Regions from separate parts of the Mus musculus genome. Here regions 1, 2, 3, 4 and 6 are each linked to region 5. Evidence: chromatin contacts called from public HiChIP or PLAC-seq and promoter capture Hi-C data. All regions are on one chromosome and are shown on one strand. The core of a region is the stretch at or near the end of the contact, and the rest is flanking DNA. Distances in the headings are between cores, read along the strand shown.

Region 1 (3,534 bases), core at 295-2,794, 480 kb before region 5:
TGTGGACCTTTCTTCAAGTAGCTGACATTCAACTCCCTCTTTTAGTCTGCTGGGTCCCCACAGCCCTTACAGCATTCCCCATGGCTCCTGTCTCTTCCCCAACTCAATAGGATGGTGAAGAGGGAGCGGTGTATGTGGTAGATTGCTGCTTCTAGGGTCTAGGCTCCTTCCCTGGGAACCCCCCTTCGGAAGGGCCCTCAGGATAACATGATCTCTACTTTGGAGTCCTCTAGAGTAGCTGACTGAGGCTCCCAAGGTGGGAGAAAGTGGGTCTGCACCTCAGGGATGCGCCTGATGCTGGCTCTTCTGTCAGTTTGGGGCTGGCCAACTGGGCTGCCTTGCCCTGGTCTCTTTTACCCTCTGCTGCCTCACTACAGGTCCACATATTTCACTGTTTCTTTAATAAATGAACCAGGTAACATTTTGTGTTCGGAGTCTTCATTGAAGACGTTGTTCAGGACCCTTCCTAGAAGGATGAGGGCAGTGGTAGTGTGCAGGACTGTTGAATTCTTGGCTCAATGGTTCCCTCCGTGTTTGTACCCTCTTTAGCAGGGCCTGGAGGAAGACTTCTGGGGGATGGGGAATGAGGCACACAAGAAGAAGGTGCTGTGGACGGGGTTGTCAGGGACATGTGGTGGCCATGTGGCAGGACCCTGGAGTCCTGGCGCCACTTCTCCTGCCTGTGAGGCCCTCTGTGGCTTCCTTCCCCCCTCCCAGCTGCTTGGGGGAAGGGAGGTCTAAGCAGGCCTGGGGGGCCCTCCAGAGCCAGAAGGGGGACAAGGCGCTATCCATCCTCTCTTGCATATCCTGGAGGCCTGTCAGCAGCTGGGGCCCATCTTCTAAAGCTTGACTTCTTCTGACCCGCCTCCCACACCCCTTGCTGCTTTCACAACAAAGAAAGAATGTGGGGGTGGTGGCGCTGGGGGTGGAGGGTGCCTGGAACAAGGGCTGCGTTGGGCCTCCCCACAGCTGGAGATTTGGCCATGCCCTGACACAGCCCAGACTGCTTGGAGATGGACTTGGGATGTATGTCTGTTTAATAGCTCTCGCTGGGGGTTGGAGCCCAGGGTTTCTACCTTGGGTTCAGATTTGTCCAGTGTCACGCACGCCCCTCCCCCTCCCTGGCTACATCTGTTCCACCGGGCACCACAGCTGTGCCCTCCTTGTCTTCTGAGACATCCTGGCTATGTCCTCCTTGCCTTCTTCTGAGACACCCTGCTGGTCTGTCTCATGCAGCACTTTGGGTTGCTTAACTCCAGCAACTTGGAGAATTCTGGGCAAACTATTGCTCCAGATCTCCAGGTAGGTTCAGAGGGCCTAACGGAGTTCTGAGAGTCACTTTGGTTCTCTTGCGTCCCAGTGGATAGATTAGGCGGTGGGAACAACACCCAGGTCTCCGGCACTCCCCTAAGACGGCCACTGCTGCTCCCCCCCCCCCCCATCATTCCCCAGATCCTTCTTTCTATTGCCAGCTCCTCCCCTCGACGGCGGGGAAGGGGGCGTCAGGGGGCGGGGCGCCGTGCAGGCGGAGAGGAGGGGGCGTCGGGGGCGTGGCTTGGCTGCGGCGGCGGCGCGCTCGAGGGCTTGGATGTACGGGGCGCGCGCGGCTCCAGCTCCGGACGCCTCGGGCTCGGGCTGTAGCTGCTGCGGCGGCCCCCGCGCTCCGGTCCGCGCGCCCGCTCGCCGTGTGCCTTGAACCTCGCTGCTCGTCTGCAGCCCGCCAGGATGGGAGCCCGCCCGCTGACTCTGCTCAGAGCCCTGCTTCTGCCGCTGCTGGCCGGTGAGTCCCCCGAGAACCGGGAGGATCCGAGCTGTGCTTTGAGAAGCGCGGGAGTCCCGGGGGCTGGAAGGGCCCTGGAGAGGTGGGCTGGGCAGTTGGGGAGGTGGAGAGGCTCGCTAGGGGCTCGAGGATCCTGGGTTGGCGACGCCCCCTACGCGGTGGCGACACGGTGCACTGGGGCGCGGGGACGCGTTTGCTGTGAGTTCTCTCCGCCCGATCCGAGAGTTTGCTCGAGCGTTGCCCGGAGTCGCTGGCTCCCAAGCTCTGCTAAGATCTCCCTTTTGGAGAAGCAGTGCCCTCCCATCCCGTGAAAAGGTGCGGACGCGGACACCCAGGAATGCCCCGGGCCTTGGAGCCCAGATGAGGGGGATAGGCCTGGCTCCCGATCCCGTCCGAGCTGACATGGGGCGCGCCTGGCGCGGAGCTTTGTTACCTATGCCGGCCCGACGCGCCCGGGTCCCTCCCTGCAAGTTCCGGGGCAAAGCTGGAACCCCAGATGGCCCTGCGGGTGAGGGCAGGTTAGACTGAGAAGTGCCTAATCTTCTCCTCCAACTAGGCCTTGAGCCTACTCGGTGCCAGGGTCGTATCCCTGGAGCGGAGGGTCCCAGGCTGTAGTGGTGACTAATGAGTGAAGGCCGCTGCCAAAATCGGGCATGGCCGGCTTGCCAAGGTGCGGACGGGCTTTGCTTTGCTGTTTCCTGGATTTCCATCCTGTCCGTGTGTCCGTGTTCTCGGAGGAAAGGATTGTCTCTCTTCCTAAGGGCAGAAAGGCAAAGAGAGAGATAGAACGAGAGAGAGAGAGAGAGAGAGAGAGAGAGAGAGAGAGAGAGAGAGAGAGAGCGCCCAACTCTGGCTTTTCGTGAAGGGTCTCTCTACTTTGGTGAGGGTGTGGCCCCCCCGCCCCCCCCCCCCATCTCCAGGGCAAACAAGGGGCACCCTGTCCCGCAGACTTTTATTTCCTGGCTGATCACACCTGAGAGTCGGTCACAACTAAGGTGTTGTAAGTGACTTAACCGGAAATCGCCAAGCCACCCATATACCCAGTCTGCTGGTCCAAATGACTCCCTCCTTACCTTCCAAGACAAAACTACCAGTGGTGGTCTGCGGAAACAGCCCTCCTTGGGGAGACAGTCTGCGGGGGTGGGGGTGGGGGTGTCTTAGTCCTTAACCTAAAAAGAACTTACTTAGCCTTCTCTTTAATGAGTTCTAGCCGGGAGGGCAGGGGCAGGGAATTGTATACTGTCATCTTCCTGACCAGCTGTTGAGGGTTTAGGGACCAGAGAATGAAAGTCTTTCCCACCCCCAGTTATAAAGAGGTAGGCATAGCCTAAAAACCAACCCTGGGGTCTCTTAAGCTGGTGTTCCTAAGTTGTCCTGTGTTCCTTATGTGTGGGGTAGTCATTGCTCATGGCAAAGTCCTGCATCTGCTCCCAGAGGAAGTATGTAAGGTTTTGTTGTTGTTGTTGTTGTTGTTTTGTTTTTTAACACAGCCAGGATGAAGGCCCAACCATATGGGCAGGCAGCCCCAGCTCACAGGCCTCCTCGGCTGGCTGCTGGGTTTTGGTGTGTGTGGCTCTGCTAGATGTAGCTGTATTTGCTGCTGCGGTTTAGCTTTCTGAAGTCAAAGGCAAGTTCTGGTGGAGATGGCCCTTGCTCAACCACGCTACATTGCCAATTTCTTCTCTGAGGACTCTTGATGTTCGAGATGTGAACTCTAGTGGTGGGTGTTCTGGGAGGGTGTGTGTGTGGGGGGG
Region 2 (3,513 bases), core at 478-2,977, 350 kb after region 5:
TGTGGATGGTGTGTGGGTGTGGATGGTGTGGATGTGTGTGAGTGTGTACAGACAAGCCTAGGGAGGTGCTGTTGCTAGTGTGACTGCCTGTGGTAGTGACAGTGCACGTGTGTGTGCGTGTATGTGTGTGTGTGTGTGTGTGTACAGACAAGCCTAGGGAGGTGCTGTTGCTAGTGTGACTGCCTGTGGTAGTGACAGTGCACGTGTGTGTGCGTGTATGTGTGTGTGTGTGTGTGTGTGTGTGTGTGTGTGTGTGGGCGCGCGCGCATGTGCTTAGGAGCACGTGCATATGTGTGCTCCTGGAACCACAGCTTGGAGAGCCTGCTGGGCAGGCTAGGTGGTAGCAGCAGGCTGGAGATGGGCTTGGGCTAAGGAGGCAAGGGCCCTGCCTTGTGAACCTAGAGGCTAGCTGGTAGAACAAGGAGGAGGGTGTATTGAGCCAAGATGCAGGTGCAGGCAGGCAGGTAGGCAGGTGGTTCCCACAGCAGTGGCGATTCCCAGATTCCCTTCCAGGAATGTTCCTAGAAAACCCCTCCACCCAGCTTCCCACCCCTACTGCCTCATTTACCTGGTCAGGGAGGTGCTAGGTGACTCATCCCCTCCCAGGACAAGAAGCCAGCTCTTGGCTACTTGTTAGAGAGCCACTCAGGGGTGGGGCAGGTAGACAACCCTTCCTGGGCCCCACCCCCAAGCCAATCAGGGCAGCATCTGGCCACGCCCCCACATCCCTCACCTGTGCCCTTCATCTAAACGGGGTTGGATGCCAGGAATCAAGAAAAGACTAGGGCAGGCAGCCTCACCTCCTCCCAAGGCAAACTCACCTCCACAAACCCGAGTAATGGGATACCAAAGGGTCCCCCATCATTACATCAATGTGGGGCCAGCCCTGAACCAAGACCCCAACTCTCCAACCAAGTTCTGTTTTTTTTTTTTTTTCCCATCTCCTTGTATTATTCAAACTCAACCACTCCAGGTTCCCAAGTAATCTAAGATCACACACATTCGTTGGATTTATTTTTAATTCTCTCTGACAATCATATCTTCCGCCCCCACCCCAACCCAAACAGGAGCATCAATGGTCTGCCTCTCCCTCCCTCAACCCTGACTCCTCTACAGGTCCTGATTCTGGCACTGCTATGTGATGGGCTTGCTGCCTGAGTACATGGATCCCCCACTGCAGCAGGACGGATGGATTGTGAACAGCTTGTACTTGTGGGCATGCCTAGGTCTGGGTGTGGGAGCCTACGGGGACTTCCTGAGGAGCATGCCGAGGCATCTGAAGGTGTCCCCCTTTTCTGTCTCTTCTCCTAGACTTGCCATTATCAGTTCTCAGATTGTTGGGCCCCAGGAGGAACCACTTACAAGTGGGGTCAGGGACACCCAAGTCTCCAGCCCTGCCCAAGCTCCGCTGCCAGCACCCTCGAGACAGCTTTGCCCCACCCAGGCCACAGAATGGGGTGACAGGAGGAGGCAGCCAGGCGGCTTCCAGCTTCCTAGATGGGAGCTCATTACCGCAGCACTCAGTAGGTTGTGGGAGGGGGTGTGCAGCCAGGACTTGGCACTGACTACAAAGGGTGGGGGGCACCCCCAGCACTCCTGCTGCTGGCAGCAGAGGCTGGAGGAGGGGCTGTGACGTTTGGTGGCCTCATGTGGCTGGGAGGAAGTAGCTAATTGCTGACCTGATGACTGGGCGGCCTGAGGAGTGGGGTGATGATACCACGGGCGGGCGGGCGGGCGGGCGGGTGGCGGCAAGCACTCAGCCTAAGGAGGAGGCCTTCAGCAATAGGGTGGGTGCACCCTGCAGAGGGCAAGCCTGGGGTGGCTATAGTTAACAAGGGAGTGGGGGGGTTGCTGAGGCTGTGACCGTGGGAAAGGGCTTTCCAGGGCCTTCCCTCGGCTTCCAGGAAGAGTTCAGATGCCCTGAGGCATGAGGGGCCTTAGGAGGGGTGCAGGAGCAAGGGATACACCACAGTTCCTATCTCTGCTCCCCTGACTTGCTCACCCCACCCCCACCTCATCCCTGCAGCCTTGGATTCCTGTTTGGCTCCTTGAGTGGTCCGGGTTGATGAAGATTTCAGCTGCCCTGGGTGCAGAGCATACTAGAGGCAAGGAGACCACAGACAGGAGCAAAGGCCTTGGGAATGGCTGAGGCTGACAGAAGGCTGGCAATCTGTTGAGATGCTCATGGGCAGCCAGGAGACCAGCAGGACCACTGCACCAAGGCACACTTGACTGGCATGAAGCTTGGGTACCCAGATCTCAGAGCTCCCCCAAACCTCACTCTCTCCACAACCTAATTGGGAACAGGTAGACGCGGCCTTCAAGAGCCCTGGCCAGGACCAGGGACAGATTAGAAGGCTTAGAGGATGTGGACGCTCTTCTCCAAACTCCCAGGCTCAGCATTCCAGAGCACCTCCACGCTGGATTCCTAGAAGGAGGACCCATCTGGAAGGCAATCCTCCAGGCCCCTGGCTCCTCCTGTGGTCAGGAACACTCACTAGTACAGGCAGGGATCACCAGCGCTGCTCTGGGAGAGACGAGGCCTCCAGCAATCCACAGAGCCTGCTCCAGGGACAATCAGGCATGGTTAGAAACAGATGCTAACCCTGAAACTCTCTAAAACGCCTGGTAAAAATCAACCCCTGACCTCAGGAAGTTCCCAGTCTGGTGGGAAAGATACACCACTCTCAGCTCTGCTCTGATGGACCAAAGCTTGCTTCTCAGTCTAAGGGGCAGAGACTCCTGCCCTCAGGGAACTACGAATATCCTGGATTCCAAAAACATGTTTTTTGGGCACAGGGAAAGTATCTGGATTGCCTGCTAGAGGGGGTGGAAGATATCCAGTTAAGCTGAAGAGAAGGCAACAAATATCCTAGCATAAGTATATCCCATACAGCATTTGAGATATACTTATACTTAGCTTCATTCTATGTAACTGGATAGCCTGTGTTATTTGCCAAATAACAAGCAAGTGTCCAGCTTGAGAGAGACAGACAAACACAGCTCCTCATGACTACTGTATATGTGTGTGTGTGCGTGCAAGTTTGTGTGTGCTTGTGTGTGTGTGTGTGTGTGTGTGTGTGTGTGTGTGTGTGTGTGTGTGTTGGGGGAAGCGTGGTTCCTGGGGCTCAGCTGTAGCAGTTTAAAATTCCTTCCAGGCCAGATCCCTAATCCTCCCGCACAATGCTGGCCTTCTCCCCCGCCGCCCACGCCCTCCCCGGAGGGGCCATGGCAGTGCCACCGGGGGCCTCTTTAAGCCCCTTTGAAGCCTCCAGAGCGCGCACCGCGGGAGGCCCAGCCGCTATGCCAGCTATGCCAGCTATGTCCCCGCTGCCGCCGGCCACCACCGCGCCCCCATTAATGCGGGCTAATCTGGCTAATAAATAAACTCCCCTCCCTGAGGTAGCCCCCCGCTGGCTCCTCCCCTTGCTCTCCCGAATTGATTCAGAGCTGGGCCAGAACTCGCAGCCCCTTCCTTCTGCACTGTGACTTGACACCTGTCGCATCCCAGCC
Region 3 (3,267 bases), core at 236-2,735, 400 kb after region 5:
GGTTGGTAGCTGGCACATACATCTGGTTTAGGTTATTATTTTTAAAGCCAGAGTCCCTGCGTTGGTGGATCGGGGAGATCTTCAGTCCTTCCTGTAGCCCGGCACTTGCAGCTTCCTTGGAGCATCTCCCAACACAACCTTTATGTCCTATCTCAAAATCACCACCGCACCTCATCAGGGTCTCCCAGCCATGGGAGGACCACGAGCTTCAATCCACTGTAAGCAAAGGAGAAGCTGCATCCCAAGGACGGCCATTATTATTGGCATCTTTTGTGTGCCGAGCCAAATCCTCATTAGTTTGGGGCGGGGGAGGATCTGTCTGTCCGTCTGTCTGTCTGTCTGTCTGTCTGTCTGTTTGAAAGGGTCTCATTATATATCCCATATTGACCTGAAGCTTGAGTTCCTTTTCATACTACCTCCCGGGCATTACAGGCTGTGCCACCATACACAGACTGACGCTAGTCTTCAGCTGTGACTGCCCAGTCTGGTCTTCAAGGGGAATATTGATAACCCATTGCCACACATGACAAGGTGAGGCATCACGGCCCGTCCGGAGTCACCTTGAGAGCAGAGAAGCCAGAACTGGATCTGCCCACCTCCAGAATCTGAGATCTGTTCTTAATACAGTGTGATCCTTGGTGACTGATGTTAACATCCCTGGGGGACCTTTTCAACATGCAGAGCCAAAGAGCTTTCCCAAACCTCTCCTCTCCTCAATGCATTATAATCTCAAGAAACTATATCTGAAGCCAGGCATGGTGGTGCACGCCTTTAATCCCAGCACTCGGGAGGCAGAGGCAGGCAGATTTCTGAGTTCGAGGCCAGCCTGGTCTACAAAGTGAGTTCCAGGACAGCCAGGGCTACAGAGAAACCCTGTCTGGAAAAACCAAAAAATAAAACAAAACAAAACAAAACAAAAGAATCTATATCTGAGAAAGATGGGCTGTCCCAGGATCTCCAGAATTCCTCTTGCCTGGCACAATCCATCGCAGACAGAAGGAAAACAGAAAGGAACTCTTCAAATTGTACTGGTACCATACTTAACAATGCCTCTGTTTCTCCTGTCCCTAAAACCCCTCACACTCTCTCCTGGAACCTGAGACCTCAACAGACAGAGTTATGCAAAGGACAGCAGGAAACTGTCTTTAGTATGCTGGGAGTGGGGCCCTGCTACCCCAAGGCCCCTCTGTACCCACTGGGGTTACAGCTAACATGACAGCCTGAGTAGTGCTCAGAGCTCCCATAAACTGGGTGCACAAGACCAGACATAAGGGGTCTAGGAAAGTCTTTAGGACTGGCCCCTCCACCCATAACACAAGGGAGCCCTCTATTCACTGTGATATACTCCCCCAGGGAGACGATGGGAGAACCGCCCAGGCTCCCCAGCCTGCGGGTGCATCAGCCCCTGGTCTTCAGCAAGGCGTGGAGAGGGATCAGCACACATCACATCACGCTTGGCATGGCCCCCATTGGTGGGCAGCATGCCACTCTGCCAGTGAGCCTTCTCCCTGAAGAACAGTCGGCAGCAGGGGAGGGGCTACGAGGGAGATGAGCTCCTGGCAAGAGCGGAGATGCCCCCTGAGCAACTCACCCTACTGAGACCCTGCCTGGTCTTAGTGTAGCGAGAACCAGGCTGATGAACAGGACGAGAGAAAGGCACTAGAGCTTGGAGATGGGTCCAGCAACAGGAGGTAGGGACGTCAGTTTCCAGACAGAGACCCAAGGCTGAGGGAGATCAGCTCTGCTAAGTACCCTCGGGTGATCTGTGACTATTCCTAGTGATGCAGAGCCAGGGCCGGGGAAGGGCTGGTGGGGAGGAAGCTCTCAGCTCTGGATCAGCCCAGACCCCTCCCCAGAGGGTCATATGATGTGACTAAGGGTGGGACAGAAACCCACCATTACCCTGCATGCCCATCCAGGGTACAAACAGTGCTGGCCTGAAGGCCAGCCTCAAGCATATGCAGCACAGGGCTGCTTGCTACCCCAAATCTGCCCTGCCCTCTGTATCTCCAGCCTCCTCCTCATTATCCCATAGTTGGACCACTACCATCATGCTGAGCCCTCGTCTAAGTTCAAGCCCTTCCAGGCCCATCCCTACTCATCCCTGGAGCCTTCCTGGACGGTCCATAACCCCCTGTGCCTCATCTCCAGCGTCCTAACATTAATTTTGGGGTGGACAGAAGAGTCCTGGTGGCATTCTGAGTCCTCCCAAATCCCAGGTACCTCCTTATGCCAGGCCTAGGGCAGGGCCTTGGCCATACAGATACAGCCCATGGCCCATGCAAGTAGGAAGCTTCTGAACGGACCAAACAGATGGTATCACAGTTGTCACTTAAATGTTTGACTTTACCTGACAGTTGTGTGTGTGTACATGTGTGAGTGTGTATGTGTGTGAGAGTGTGTGTGAGCACGCGTGAGTGTGTGTGAGAGTGTTTATATGTATGTGTGAGTGTGTGTGAGTATATGTGTGTGTGTGAGTGTATGTGTGTATGAGTATGTGAGTGGGTGTGAGTGTGTGTACATGTATGAGTAAGTGGGTGTGAGTGTATTTAAGTATGTGTGAGAGTGAGTGAGTATGTGTGTGTGAGTGTGTACATGTGTGAGTGAGTGAGTGTGCGAATGTGTGTGTGTACATGTATGAGTAAGTGTGTGTGGGTGTGTGTATCTGTGAGGGTGAGTGTGTGAGTATTTGTGTGTATGTGTGTGTTCATGTGTGTTTGTGTGTGTGTGTGAGAGAGAGAGAGAGAGAGAGAGAGAGAGAGAGAGAGAGAGAGAAAGAGAGAGAGCCCAGCTAGGCAGGAGGTCAGCTTCAATATAAGGTCCAACCTCAGGTAATCCAAGTTCCTGGTGAGTTTCCCAGAACCCACTTGGGGTTCTCCTTCCCAGCACATTACAGTTTGTAATGGTTTTTATTTGTGCAAATTGCTTGATGCCAGTCTTCCCTGAGCACCTGGCACACTTGCTGAGTGGGTAAAGACTCTAACAGCAGCGTAGCGTTCTGCCATGTCCCGTCCCTGGTACAGCATTCGCAGGTGCTCCTTGCCCAGACCTGGCCGGATCTGCCCATCTTGCCAGAACTGCAGATCAATCCCAGAGAAATTTCATCACAGTTAACCAGGAAGGTCTTTTCTCGAGGAGGGGAGGGCCTCCAGCCTCAAACAGTGCTTTCTGTTCATTGTCTACATCTGGCCAGACCTCCCGAGGGCAGAGGTCACATCTGCGTCTCAGGACTGTCCCCAACACACCCCGCTGTAGTCCGCCAGCTGT
Region 4 (3,440 bases), core at 564-3,063, 300 kb after region 5:
ACAGATGCACTTGTATACACATGAATACCCCTAGACACACACACACAGAGATGCTCTGACAATTACCCTCCAGTGCATTCCCCATTTATTCTCCTCCTCAGCGTCTCTCTAGTCTACAGCATGCACTGTGCCAGCAATCTCAGTTGTGTAGTCTAATATGTACCAAAAGGATTAGCCCAAGCCAGGTAAAACCTGTGGAAGATAGTGTCTTTATGCTGCTTGCTTTCCCCGTGGCCGAGGCCAAATACCTGACAAGAAGGAAGAGCTTATTCAGGTTCATGGTCTGAGGAGACCATGAGGCAGGGAAAGCGTGGCAGTAGGGGCCTGAGGTGTGTGTGTGATCACACTGTGTTCATAGTTGGGAGAGAGAGAGAGAGAGAGAGAGAGAGAGAGAGAGAGAGAGAGAGAGAGAGAGAGAGAGAGAGAGAGAATGCTGGCGGTCAGCTGCAATGCCAGCTCCTGGGCCAGTGCCACCCATACTCAGGGGGCATTTTCCCTTCTCAGATGAACCTCTCTCAAACACACACACACAAAGTGTGTCACCTAGACAATTCCAAATCCAGTCAAACTGCCAAGGAAGACGAACCATCTGCGGAAGGCATTCGATGACAAAGACATAGGCAATCAGAGTAGAACCTAAAGCCTGTAAGTAAAACAAGCTGGGATATTGGGGACAGAGACAGTCAGTAACACAGTGACGTTCTTAGGGGATAACTGCCAGTCAGTAGTGGAAAATTCAACTGGATCAATTTCTGCCTAAGGAGATTGGTGAGGGGTGGGAGAGAAGGCTCTGAGGGTGAGATGCTTGCTTTCTAAGTGTGATACCTGAATTTGTCTACTCAGCACACATATCAAAAACTGACATGGCTGCATGTGCCTGTAATCCCAGGACCAGGGAGCAGAGTCAGGCAGACCTCAAGAGGCAGCCTACCTAGAACAGTGAGGTTCTGTGAGAAAGCCTGTATTGATGTGTAAAGTGACTGAGAAAGACAGCAATGTCATGTTCTGCATGAGCCTGACTCCATGTGTCCACCTGTACACACACACACACACACACACACACACACACACACACACACACAAAGAAATAAATAGATAAGATTGGTTATTATATACATACTTTTAACCAGGACTTTCACCAGGGAGCTAACAAGATAACAAAGAAATTTTGGTCATGACTTAGGTAGTAAAAGTGGCTTTAAAAGCCCCCCCCCCCCCGCACACACACACACACACACACACACACCAGTATTACACTCACATTAGGAGAGGTCAGCCCACTGTCCATGGAGCAGAACGACTCTTCTGGCAGAACTCAGGCTTACCAAAGTGGAACTTAGTGCAGGGCTCCTCTCTGAGCAAAGACTCCAAAAAATGCTGGGTTTTCCAAGCTAAAGGTGAGCCAGAAAAAACCGTTTTGTTTAACCCCTAAAACAGAAGAAAAGAGATCATGTTTCATGGGTACTTAGGGCCCAGATGTGGATCTCCTCTGACAGAAGTTGAAAACATTGGAAGTAGCGAGTTATTTCTCTGAATGTATAAATGCAACATCCAACTCACCGTAAAAATAGTCACACATCGGAGTCAGGTAACATTATATTGAAAACATCAGAAAGAGAGGGTAATAGAACTGCAGAGGCCCCATCAGAGTTACCGGCAAAGAGCTGAGAGACTATGCTTGCTCTGTTTAAGGATATTGCTGTAGCTACTGTTGCTACAAAACAGATGGCCCCCAAACACAGCAAGGTAAAAACAGCAATTTTGTCGTCTTGTGACTTTATGAAGCAGAAGTCCGGGGACAGCTCGACAGGGAAGTTGTCATTTCAGTGTGGCTGGCTGCTGCCTGGAGCGGCTCTCTGTGACCTCTCTGGGATGGCAATCTCTGAGCTAGCTGTCTTCCATGGCTGGTGGCTTCCCTAGGACAGAAAGACTCCTAAGAAAGCTGAGTTAGAGATGCAGAGCCTGCTCTGAGTCTGTTTAGACAGCATAGGGCTTCGTTTGTGCTACATCCTCTTGAGCACAGGAAGTAATCGAGGCCAGACCAGATTCAAGGGGAGCAATTAGAGACTTCCTACCTCTTGGTCAGAGCAGTATGAAAACCTTGAGGCCCAACTTCAAAGCTTTTATTGAGATAAAAGAAATAAGCTTCCACTGTTAAAAGAAAATTCCAGTAAAGTGGCTGGGGAGATCCTCGGCGGAGAAAACATTGGCTGCACAAATCTGAGAACTGGAGTTCGGAGCCCCAAAACTCACATAAGTGCCAGGTGAGTGTAGTGGTCCATCTGCAATTCAAGAACTTGGGAAACAGAGACAGAGGTTTCCACAAAGCAAGCTAGCTAGATGACCCTTATGAGTGAGCTCAGAGGTCTGCAAGAGACCCTACCTCAATATGGTAGATGGAGAGTGACCAAGAAAGATTTCTGATGTCAACTTCTGGTGTGCGCACACACGCGTGCACACTCCTGCATGTGCACACACATGCACGCATGCACACACACATACGTACACTCACATGTGCACACACATATACACACAGGCACACACACAGAGAACATGCATATACACTAACCCCCCTGACATATATATGAAAAACATAAATTAATAAAGAAAATCCCAACAGAGGTTTGGTATGGGTGTGTGTGTGTGTGTGTGTGTATGTATGTGTGTATATATATATGTGTGTGTGTGTGTATACACACACATGTATATACATATTTATATATGTCATATACACACATATATGTATATATGTCATATATGCATATATTAAACCAAATTCTATGTATGAAGACCTGATCCGCATCTTTCTTTAGCACCCACTTCTGTTACTGTCTCTTGTGGAGAAGCCCCGGGGAAAGGGAAGGTTTTAGGGAAGAGAGAAACTGCCACTCAAATGACTCCCCTTCTACTCTATGCTGTGTGACATAGTTTTATTGTTCGTTGAGAATGAGTAGAACCCCACTGTGTGTACGCCCCATTTTCTTCCTCCATTCATCTGCTCGTGAGCACCTAGACCGGGTCCATACCTTGGCTTCTGTGAATGGCGCCACAGTAATTGGAGTTGTGTGGGCAGCACGGCTGCGTGCTACCTATTGTTCCACCGAGCGTGTGCTCAGGAGCGGGGCCGTGGCTACATCATAGGGTTGTTCTATCTTTGGTTCTTTGACGGCTCGGCTCGGTGGCTGCTCCAGCTCACATCCTCGCCAGCTGTGAATGGGGGAACCTGAAAAGCGGCTGGGAGAATTCAAAGGGATCTCAGGCTTCAGGCATCTTCCTTGGCCACCCATGCCTGCCCGTTCCCCAGGCACTGCTAGGATGAAAGACCCTCGGGCAGGGGGTAGATGGCTGCTATATGAGATACTCTTATTAATTCATACGATGGGGGTGGGGACACAGATATGAATAGAGATTTTTACAAAAGAGGAAGTCTGCAGCATGTC
Region 5 (3,576 bases), core at 946-3,445:
AGATTCCAGGTCAACCTTGATTACATAGGGAGTTCAAGGCTAGCCTGGGCTAAATGAAATCCAGTCTCCAAATACAAAAATGAATAAATATATAAAGCCAAGCACAACTCTTCACAACTATAATCCCAGCCCTTGGGAGGCTGAGCAGGGGATCCTGCAGATGAAGGCCAGCCTGAGCACCATGGCAAGTTTGAGGCAAGCCTGTGCTACGTGAAATTCTCTCTCAATAAACAAATGTCCTTCCTGCTAAAAACATCTGTCTGACTACCGTATGCTATAAATTGTATCGTTTTATAGTGCATACAAATTTTCTATTTTTTTTAAATAAATTTTATTTTATATATATGATGAGTAGCCGTCTTCAGACACACCAGGAGAGGACATCAGATCCTGTTGCAGATGGTTGTGAGCCACCATGTGGTTGCTGGGAACTGAACTCAGGACCTCTGGAAGAGCAGTCAGTGCTCTTAACTGCTGAGCTATCTCTCCGGCCCCAAACTTTTAGAGAAGCCTAATGGCTCAGTAATAGAAAACAAAGGCTTAGTAGGTTCTTGTTTCTTGGGAGTAAATATCAAGTCAGTATATATTTCTACAAGTACATCTATTTTATTAGTATGCAAATTTGATTTGGTCTTTAGTTAGTGATAAAATTGTATGTATGTTGAAAAAAAAATTTTAGGAATCCATTTGCGTGTTTGTTAGTCACTTGGGGTAGGCTGGGGTTTCATTTTTTGTAATGCTGGGAATCAAGCTCAGGATTCATGTACTCTATAAACTGATCCCGTGTCTCCAGTCATGTCAATAGCCAAGTTTAAAATGAACTTCTTTGCCCTGCAGTGGTGGCGCTCGCCTTTAATCTCAGCATTTGGGAGGCAGAGACAGGCATATTTCTGAGTTCGAGGCCAGCCTGGTCTACAGAATGAGTTCTGGACAGCCAGGGCTACACAGAGAAACCCTGTCTTGAAAAACAACAGCAACAACAAAGAACTTATTTATTATCGTTACATGTTTGACCTTATAAACCCCCCCCCTTTTTTTTTTTTGACACAGGGACTCTCAGTATAGCCCTGGATATCCTGGAATTCACTCTGTAGACCAGGCTGGCCTCAAACTCTAGATCTACCTGCCTCTGCCTCCCCAGTGCTGGGATTAAAGCTGATATGACCATACCCAGCCATAACATGTTAATGTACTCGCGTCACTTCCCCATTTGTGTTTGTGAGTGAGCCTGTTACATAGTGGTGTAGAGGGACTCTAGTCTCTCCTTTCACTTTGTGGGTCCTGTTTGAACTCAGGTCATCGAGCTTGGCAGCAAGCTTCCTTATGTCTGTGGCATCTCCCAGGATTCCTTCCTGCCCTACTTTGAAAAAGCTTATTCATCCCCCTATGTGAGATCAAGTTCAAACTTCACTTGGGAATTCCTGTCATGACCTTGATGCCGTTTATCTATTACCACCTTAACAATTCAGGTAGGCCTGGAACTCAGGAACTCTGCCTCCTGAGTGCTGGGATTAAAGGCGTGCACCGCCACTGTCCTGCTAAAAACCTTAACTCTTTATAGTATTATAAGGGTCTATGACGGGCGTGGTGGTGCACGCCTTTAATCCCAGCATTTGGGAGGCAGAGGCAGGTGGATTTCTGAGTTCGAGGCCATCCTGGTCTACAAAGTGAGTTCCAGGACAGCCAGGACTATACAGAGAAACCCTGTCTGGAAAAACCAAAAGAAAAAAAAAAAAGGGTCTATGATTTGCTCAAGAAAGATAACCCAGACTCAAACAGTATGTAAACACAAAGAGTGTTTTATTCTGCAGAAGTCCAACATGCTGGAGTCTCCCATTACCAAGATAGAGAGACCCCGAAGTGAGTTCAAAGGCTGGATTTAAAGCACTATTAAGCGAATTCCAGGGAGGGGTAGGTGAACTTCTAGTTTACTTAATCTTGGCTCTATCTCTAAGGACATTCCAGAATGGGGGGTTGGGGGCGGGGTGGGTGCTGGAAACTATTGCTGAGAAAAAAAAAAAAAAAAAATGAAGGCATCCCCAGCCCCAGGGGACGACTGGGTCGCCTAAGTGGGAGGGGCCAAGAGCTCCCCGGCTTGGGTGTGGTTCAAGTCATCTCCAACCTCCACCATTCAGCGGCTGCGCTGAGTCCCTTCTGGCTGGTAAGAGCCGGAAGTGGAGCTTAAGCTTCCCATGATTCTTTGCGGGGCGTCTATTTTAACCGCAGGACGACTAGGCTGGCAGTCGCGATGGCTGCGTCCGGTGAGGAGGATATGTCCGAACTGTCCCCTGCTGCTGCCCCAAGTAAGGCGTGGGATCCATAACTTGGGGACTCGTTTCTTCCCTGCTGCTACCTCCCCAGATGCATTTAGTGGCTGACGTTTCCTCCGTCGTTCCTTTCTGTCCTTGTTCCTGGTGTCCCAGTCCGCCCTATCTCTGCAAGTCACTCCCTCGCCCTTAAGTGGAATTGTTTTTCCTGCCCTGTCCCCTTGGGTGTTCTGCCCCTGATATTTCATACCGAAACATTAGTCTCAGTCTTCTAAAGCCCCCTTTCCTGTCCCTGATGTCACTTAAATCGTCCCCGGCCAGTATCAGGTTTCCTGTCACCTATGGGAGTGTCTGCTGATGGAGCCTCTGGGAACGCTAAGACTAACGCTGACTTTGACAACCCCTCCCCTTTCTTTACCTTTTCACTTATGGACTAGATTTGGATTGGTATGAGAAGCCGGAAGAAACTCATGCTCCTGAAGTAGATCTTGAGACTGTCATCCCGCCAGCCCAGGAACCTTCCAATCCTGCGGAGCCCTTTTGCCCAAGAGACCTGGTGCCGGTGGTGTTTCCCGGGCCTGTGAGCCAGGAAGACTGCTGCCAGTTTACTTGTGAACTTCTCAAGCATATCCTGTACCAGCGCCATCAGCTCCCTCTGCCCTATGAACAGCTGAAGCACTTCTACCGGAAAGTTCCCCAGGTATGTGCAGGCTTTCTGAGAAAATTGGTGGGAAGACTTTGTGGCTCATAGATGATGGGGAAGTAGAAAAGTGACCTAAGATGTCTTCAGCCTCCCTGCAAGTCTAGGCTTTTGCAGAGCCTTCCTTGCCTCATTTTCTCTGCACTTGGGTCTCTCCCTTTTTTCTCTTGTTCTTTTTCTGAGACTCTTCCTATTACCGGTTGTATGAGGATATTATTAGTTCTTTTTGGAGCTGTACTGATGGTTGTGAGCCATCATGTGATTCCTGGGAATCAAACTCAGGACATTTTCTGCCCGCTCCGGCCCTGCTCACTCTGGCACAAGGGTTTGTTTGTTTGTTTATGGTTTTCTTTGAGACAGGGTTTCTCTGTATAGCCCTGGCTGTCCTAGAACTCACTTTGTACACCAGGCTGGCCTTGAACTCAGAAATCCGCCTGCCTCTGCCTCCCAAGTGCTGGGATTAAAGGCGTGTGCTTATTTATTATATGTAGGTACACTGTAGCTGTCTTCAGACACTCCAGAAGAGGGAGTCAGATCTCATTAGGGATGGTTGTGAGCCACCATGTGGTTGCTGAGATTTGAACTCAGGACCTTTGGAAGAGCAGCAGT
Region 6 (3,693 bases), core at 401-2,900, 420 kb after region 5:
GCAGCAATCAGGTTGTCACAAAGACACGTATGCTCCGTACAGGCATGCTGGGAGAGAGCTCCAAAACACCTATGCATTTTCTCATTTTGTATCTCATCAAACCTTTGTCCAATTAGCATGAGTACATGTCACCAAAGGGGGGCAATACAAGAATATGTAAAAATGCTTACTTACATTTTGGGGCATGGTTATGCACATCTTTGATCCTAACACTCGGAAGGCAGAGGCGTCAGATCTCTGAGTTTGAGGTCAGCCTGATCTACAGAGTGAGTTCCAGGACAGCCAGGTCTACACAGAGAAACCCTGTCTCAAAAAACAAACGAACAAAATCTTAAGTCACAAGTATGTATATACGCAGCTTTGTTTGTTTTTTTTTTTTTAATTGCTAGAACACAAAATCAAAAACACCTTGAGAAGTCGCTGGTCTAAACATGAAGTGGTGTTATATGGGGGTGGCTTGTCCAGTCCATCTTAGTATCTGTCCTGGAAAGGAGCAGGTGTCAGGGACAGAATGGAGACGAAACAAGTCCACCTGTAGACACTTCACAGATGAAGGGAACAGAAGCGTGGAGTGGGAGATTGCTCAGAGGAAGACATGGACAGGGAATGGCTCCCACTCACCCTGTGTCTACAACCTGCCTATGTATGACACCAGGCACCCCCAAGACCCCTCTTCCATCTACTGGGCTCATTTTGGATATCATCAACCATACTACTCCTAACCTTACAGGAAGCCTGCCTCAGCTTGACATCCTAGAATATTCCAGAAATCCATCTGTTGTGAGAAAAAGAATCTGGCTTCAGAGGACCCTGTCTTCCTCTAAGTGGGTAAGAGGTGCGAGCACTGGTTTTCTCATTGTAGCATGGGACTTGCTAGTCATGCCTATTGCACGGGGCTGCTGTGGATACTGGCTGGTCTGCTGTCTTCACAGGATCTGGCTTGCAGGGATTGGGGTGGGTCGTCTTGCCTCTGTGTGCAGCAGAATCTGTATACATCCCGAGACAGAGGAGAATGCAAACTGTTGAACATAAAATCTGAAGCGAGCCTCTTACCCAGGTCATCCGGGTCCCAGGAAGGTGTGTCACTTCAGACCCCTTCCCGCAGCAACTACCTGCCCCACCTAAGCAACTGTGGGGCAACCAACTCTCCAGAGGGGGGTTTGCAACCTGGAGGCCTAGCCTCACTTCAAGTATGAGCTGAGGCTGACACCTAGTGGTCATTTCTGTAACTGCGGGGCCCTTAGGCAAATCAGGTCAGCTTCTGCAGAGCCGCTCTGCCTGGCTCCAAAACACCAGCTGCTTTGGATAGGGGCATGATCTAGAAGCTTCTGCACTCCTGTCCCTGCTGTTATAGCCCCCACCCCAGACAGAAGCAGAAATAGTTATCCCTCCCCCCATGCTTACCTCTCCCTCTCGTCGGTATCACAAAGGGGAATGCAAGGCACAAAGAGGTGACCCGCTCCTCTCTGCCACATAGCTCCACACACAGATGAGATGAGAAGAGATGATACTCAACAAACAGGACAGCAGACAAGAAGTCTCCAGGGGACAGAGGAGAGCAAGAGGAAATGACCTGGCCTGGGCTTAGAAACTTCAAGTCCCAGCTTGTTGGGTGAGCTGCGTCCAGAGCCTGCCATTCACTGAGCCTCGGACTCTTTAACTGTGCCACAGGCCGAGTCTCAAGTTGGCTGACTGTGGCCATCCCCTGGGCAGGGTTTCTGGCCAGCCATGCTTGCCCAGTCCTGAGCAATAGGGAAATGAAAACCAGGCAGAGTAGGGCTAAGGCAGGCTTACCTTTCGAACTCTTTCTCAATGGTTCTTGGTAGAACCATCCTCAGAGCACTGGACTTCAGATTCCAGTGCCCTCAGAGTAACTCCCTGTCCCTAGGCTTCTCCAGAGAAACCACTTAACCTTTTGGCCTGGACCCATAGTGGTCTCCTCTCCTCCAGCCCCCCACCCCCTGGAGGACACCAGACAGCTCTTTCTAGGTGCCATAGCAGGCTTGGGCCTCCTTAGTCTCTGACCCCAGACCTGGCCCCTGGGGTCGGGGGGGGGGGGGTGGAGAGGCCACAAGGAGCTTAACCCCAACAGGATGAAGGCGCCATAATTAGGGTCAGGCGGTTGGCTGAGCCTGCGGAAATCTCCAGCTTAGTATGGATGGGGGCTCAACCTGAAGGGGGGTAAGAGCAGAAGTGAAGGGCCAGAAGAGGCCAGGCATGCAGAGATCCAAGGGCTTAGGCCCCAGCCATCCCCTGAACAAGCCGACTAGGGACAACTGAACACAGACCCCTTACTCTCCAAAGTGTCAACCCCGTGGAAGAAGGATGACCCAGACGATCCCGCCCCCGTCCCAGAGGTCCTGATTCTCCCTCAGGCTGGGATGCACCAGTATCAGCCCCTACCAGTGCCTTTGGCAGGGGGAGAGCCATGTGGGAAAGGCTGGCCCCTGCAATCCCAGGGCAGTCCAGGCCGGCCCTGTTTGTAATCTTAGCAAGGCATCACTTTCCACTGTGGAATGTAACACCCAGGAGATGAAGCAGGGCAGAGGAGGGCAAGCACATTCAAGGGGTTGCTCCTTAGCTCTGCAACTGAAGGAAAAAGGAGCCCTTTCTTCCCCATTCATTTCTGAGTCTGTGATGGGGGGGGGGGGATACAACCCAGGCTAAAGTCTCAGGCTGGCTTGGTCAGGTGTCCCCAGGACATCCCCATCTGGAACTGTCACACAGACAGCCAGGCTGTATCATCACCCACTAGAGGAGACAGGTCTAACATGGAAGTGTCTCAGGTCATGTGCAGGAGAACCCCCACATGAGGCTAGAATGAGAGGCTGAGGGGAGCCGAGAAAGCAGACCTCCCACCCTTCCTCTGGCCTGAAATCCACACAGCTGCACGTGCAGACAGACACACACACAGAGGCACGTGCACTCACTCCAGCGCATGAGTCCCTGCACGTCCCAGGAGCTACAAGTCCCAGCCCCTTCACTCCCCTCTGATAACTTCGAAGTTTCCGGCAGGGCAGACACGTCGCCTGCAGGCTGGCTATGCCAGACATGTGCCAGGCCAGCTGCCAGGGCCCAGTGCTCTGGACTTTCTGGGCCAGAACTCTGCCCCACGAGTTCTACCCTGCTCAGTCTCAGGAATGGGTGTCTCAGAGATCTCCACTGCAGGGACACTGGGAACACAGAAAGATAGAGGGAAACAGAAGCTCTGAAAGGCCAGCGCGGCTGGGACAGAGGTTGTGGGGAGCCAGAAAAAATGGAGGTCTGCGTCAGCTTGTGCTTGGGGCTAGGAAAGTGTGCAGAAGACCTAGACAAAAGATATCGGGGCTCCCCAAAGGGGCAGAGGGCGTGAGGCTGTGTGAGTTCAAATCTCTGCACTGCTACTTCAGGGCTGGGCGCCTTGAGATGAGTTGGGTTGGTAGGGGGGTGCTCACTGAGCCAACACACACACATGCACACATGTATGCACACATACACACACATACTCAGTGCCATTTGCAAGCGGTGGGAGTTGGGGGGAGAGCAGGGAAATAGGAAGGTCCTGGTAGTTGCTAGCAAGCCAAAGCTAACCACTAGGGGATTCAAGGAAGCGCTGCACTTCTGAAAGGCCACAGAGGACCGCAGAGCCTGGGGACCTCAGAGCCAGGGAACCTCAGAGCCCTGTCCTATTCGTTCTCCTTGCATGGTGTGACA

What was found. Promoter capture Hi-C pulls out the DNA fragments that hold promoters and counts their contacts. HiChIP or PLAC-seq counts read pairs in DNA pulled down with a chosen protein or histone mark.
Region 1: a promoter capture Hi-C map of cranial neural crest shows a contact between it and region 5. The contact joins the promoter of Ptk7 here to the promoter of Mad2l1bp in region 5.
Region 2: a contact with region 5 is called in a promoter capture Hi-C map of the HPC-7 cell line, with 3 times the contacts expected there. The contact joins the enhancer-like site here to the promoter of Mad2l1bp in region 5. A contact is called at or near these places in 16 of 39 promoter capture datasets (the 3T3-L1 cell line, 3T3-L1-derived adipocytes, the C10 cell line and 10 more), 18 of 115 datasets of contacts at active chromatin or transcription factors (the NIH/3T3 cell line, acute myeloid leukemia, bone marrow-derived macrophages and 12 more) and 1 of 9 other capture datasets (embryonic stem cells).
Region 3: a contact with region 5 is called in an H3K4me3 HiChIP or PLAC-seq map of forebrain, with 5 times the contacts expected there. The contact joins the enhancer-like site here to the promoter of Mad2l1bp in region 5. A contact is called at or near these places in 22 of 39 promoter capture datasets (the 3T3-L1 cell line, 3T3-L1-derived adipocytes, the C10 cell line and 14 more), 1 of 484 Hi-C or Micro-C datasets (the G1E-ER4 cell line), 23 of 115 datasets of contacts at active chromatin or transcription factors (the SCID.adh cell line, T-cell acute lymphoblastic leukemia, acute myeloid leukemia and 14 more) and 4 of 9 other capture datasets (adipose tissue, liver, macrophages and 1 more).
Region 4: a promoter capture Hi-C map of the HPC-7 cell line shows a contact between it and region 5. The contact joins the enhancer-like site here to the promoter of Mad2l1bp in region 5. A contact is called at or near these places in 12 of 39 promoter capture datasets (the 3T3-L1 cell line, 3T3-L1-derived adipocytes, the HPC-7 cell line and 5 more), 2 of 15 datasets of contacts at CTCF or cohesin (large pre-B cells and pro-B cells), 1 of 484 Hi-C or Micro-C datasets (the F1.1 cell line), 11 of 115 datasets of contacts at active chromatin or transcription factors (acute myeloid leukemia, embryonic stem cells, large pre-B cells and 4 more) and 2 of 9 other capture datasets (adipose tissue and macrophages).
Region 6: a contact with region 5 is called in an H3K27ac HiChIP or PLAC-seq map of embryonic stem cells, with 5 times the contacts expected there. The contact joins the promoter of BE949265 here to the promoter of Mad2l1bp in region 5. A contact is called at or near these places in 25 of 39 promoter capture datasets (the 3T3-L1 cell line, 3T3-L1-derived adipocytes, the C10 cell line and 16 more), 5 of 15 datasets of contacts at CTCF or cohesin (the NIH/3T3 cell line, embryonic stem cells, hippocampal excitatory neurons and 2 more), 62 of 484 Hi-C or Micro-C datasets (the 63-12 cell line, B cells, CD4 T cells and 38 more), 53 of 115 datasets of contacts at active chromatin or transcription factors (the 230-238 cell line, DN3 thymocytes, the HPC-7 cell line and 39 more) and 4 of 9 other capture datasets (adipose tissue, liver, macrophages and 1 more).

The regions. Positions count from the first base shown.
Region 1 is chr17:46,627,514-46,631,047 of GRCm38.p6, reverse strand. Ptk7 (PTK7 protein tyrosine kinase 7) reads left to right here and starts at 1,544. Exons shown (of 20, transcript NM_175168.4): 1 at 1,544-1,780. The coding sequence starts at 1,726. Klc4 (kinesin light chain 4) reads left to right here. Exons shown (of 16, transcript NM_001357130.1): 16 at 1-419. The coding sequence ends at 25.
Region 2 is chr17:45,805,710-45,809,222 of GRCm38.p6, reverse strand. The region is part of intron 1 of Gm46607 (a long non-coding RNA gene); the gene reads right to left. Among named protein-coding and RNA genes, the nearest start is that of Gm46607, 19 kb to the right of the region's middle. Within about 2 kb of position 1,727, at least 56 of the 459 cell types and tissues checked have an H3K27ac peak or open chromatin away from gene starts, as enhancers often do. A contact at or near this core is called in the HPC-7 cell line, acute myeloid leukemia, bone marrow-derived macrophages and 2 more, where this site is marked.
Region 3 is chr17:45,752,904-45,756,170 of GRCm38.p6, reverse strand. All of the region lies in intron 2 of F630040K05Rik (RIKEN cDNA F630040K05 gene), which reads right to left. Among named protein-coding and RNA genes, the nearest start is that of F630040K05Rik, 20 kb to the right of the region's middle. Within about 2 kb of position 1,485, at least 51 of the 459 cell types and tissues checked have an H3K27ac peak or open chromatin away from gene starts, as enhancers often do. A contact at or near this core is called in forebrain and neural stem cells, where this site is marked.
Region 4 is chr17:45,854,119-45,857,558 of GRCm38.p6, reverse strand. No RefSeq gene overlaps it. Among named protein-coding and RNA genes, the nearest start is that of 4930542M03Rik, 26 kb to the left of the region's middle. Within about 2 kb of position 1,813, at least 11 of the 459 cell types and tissues checked have an H3K27ac peak or open chromatin away from gene starts, as enhancers often do. A contact at or near this core is called in the HPC-7 cell line, where this site is marked.
Region 5 is chr17:46,152,170-46,155,745 of GRCm38.p6, reverse strand. It overlaps Mad2l1bp (MAD2L1 binding protein), which reads left to right and starts at 2,195. Exons shown (of 3, transcript NM_025649.3): 1 at 2,195-2,303; 2 at 2,705-2,967. The coding sequence starts at 2,249.
Region 6 is chr17:45,728,876-45,732,568 of GRCm38.p6, reverse strand. BE949265 (cDNA sequence BE949265) reads right to left here and starts at 1,650. Exons shown (of 2, transcript NR_169044.1): 1 at 1,405-1,650; 2 at 351-986. It also overlaps a transcript of 1600014C23Rik not described here.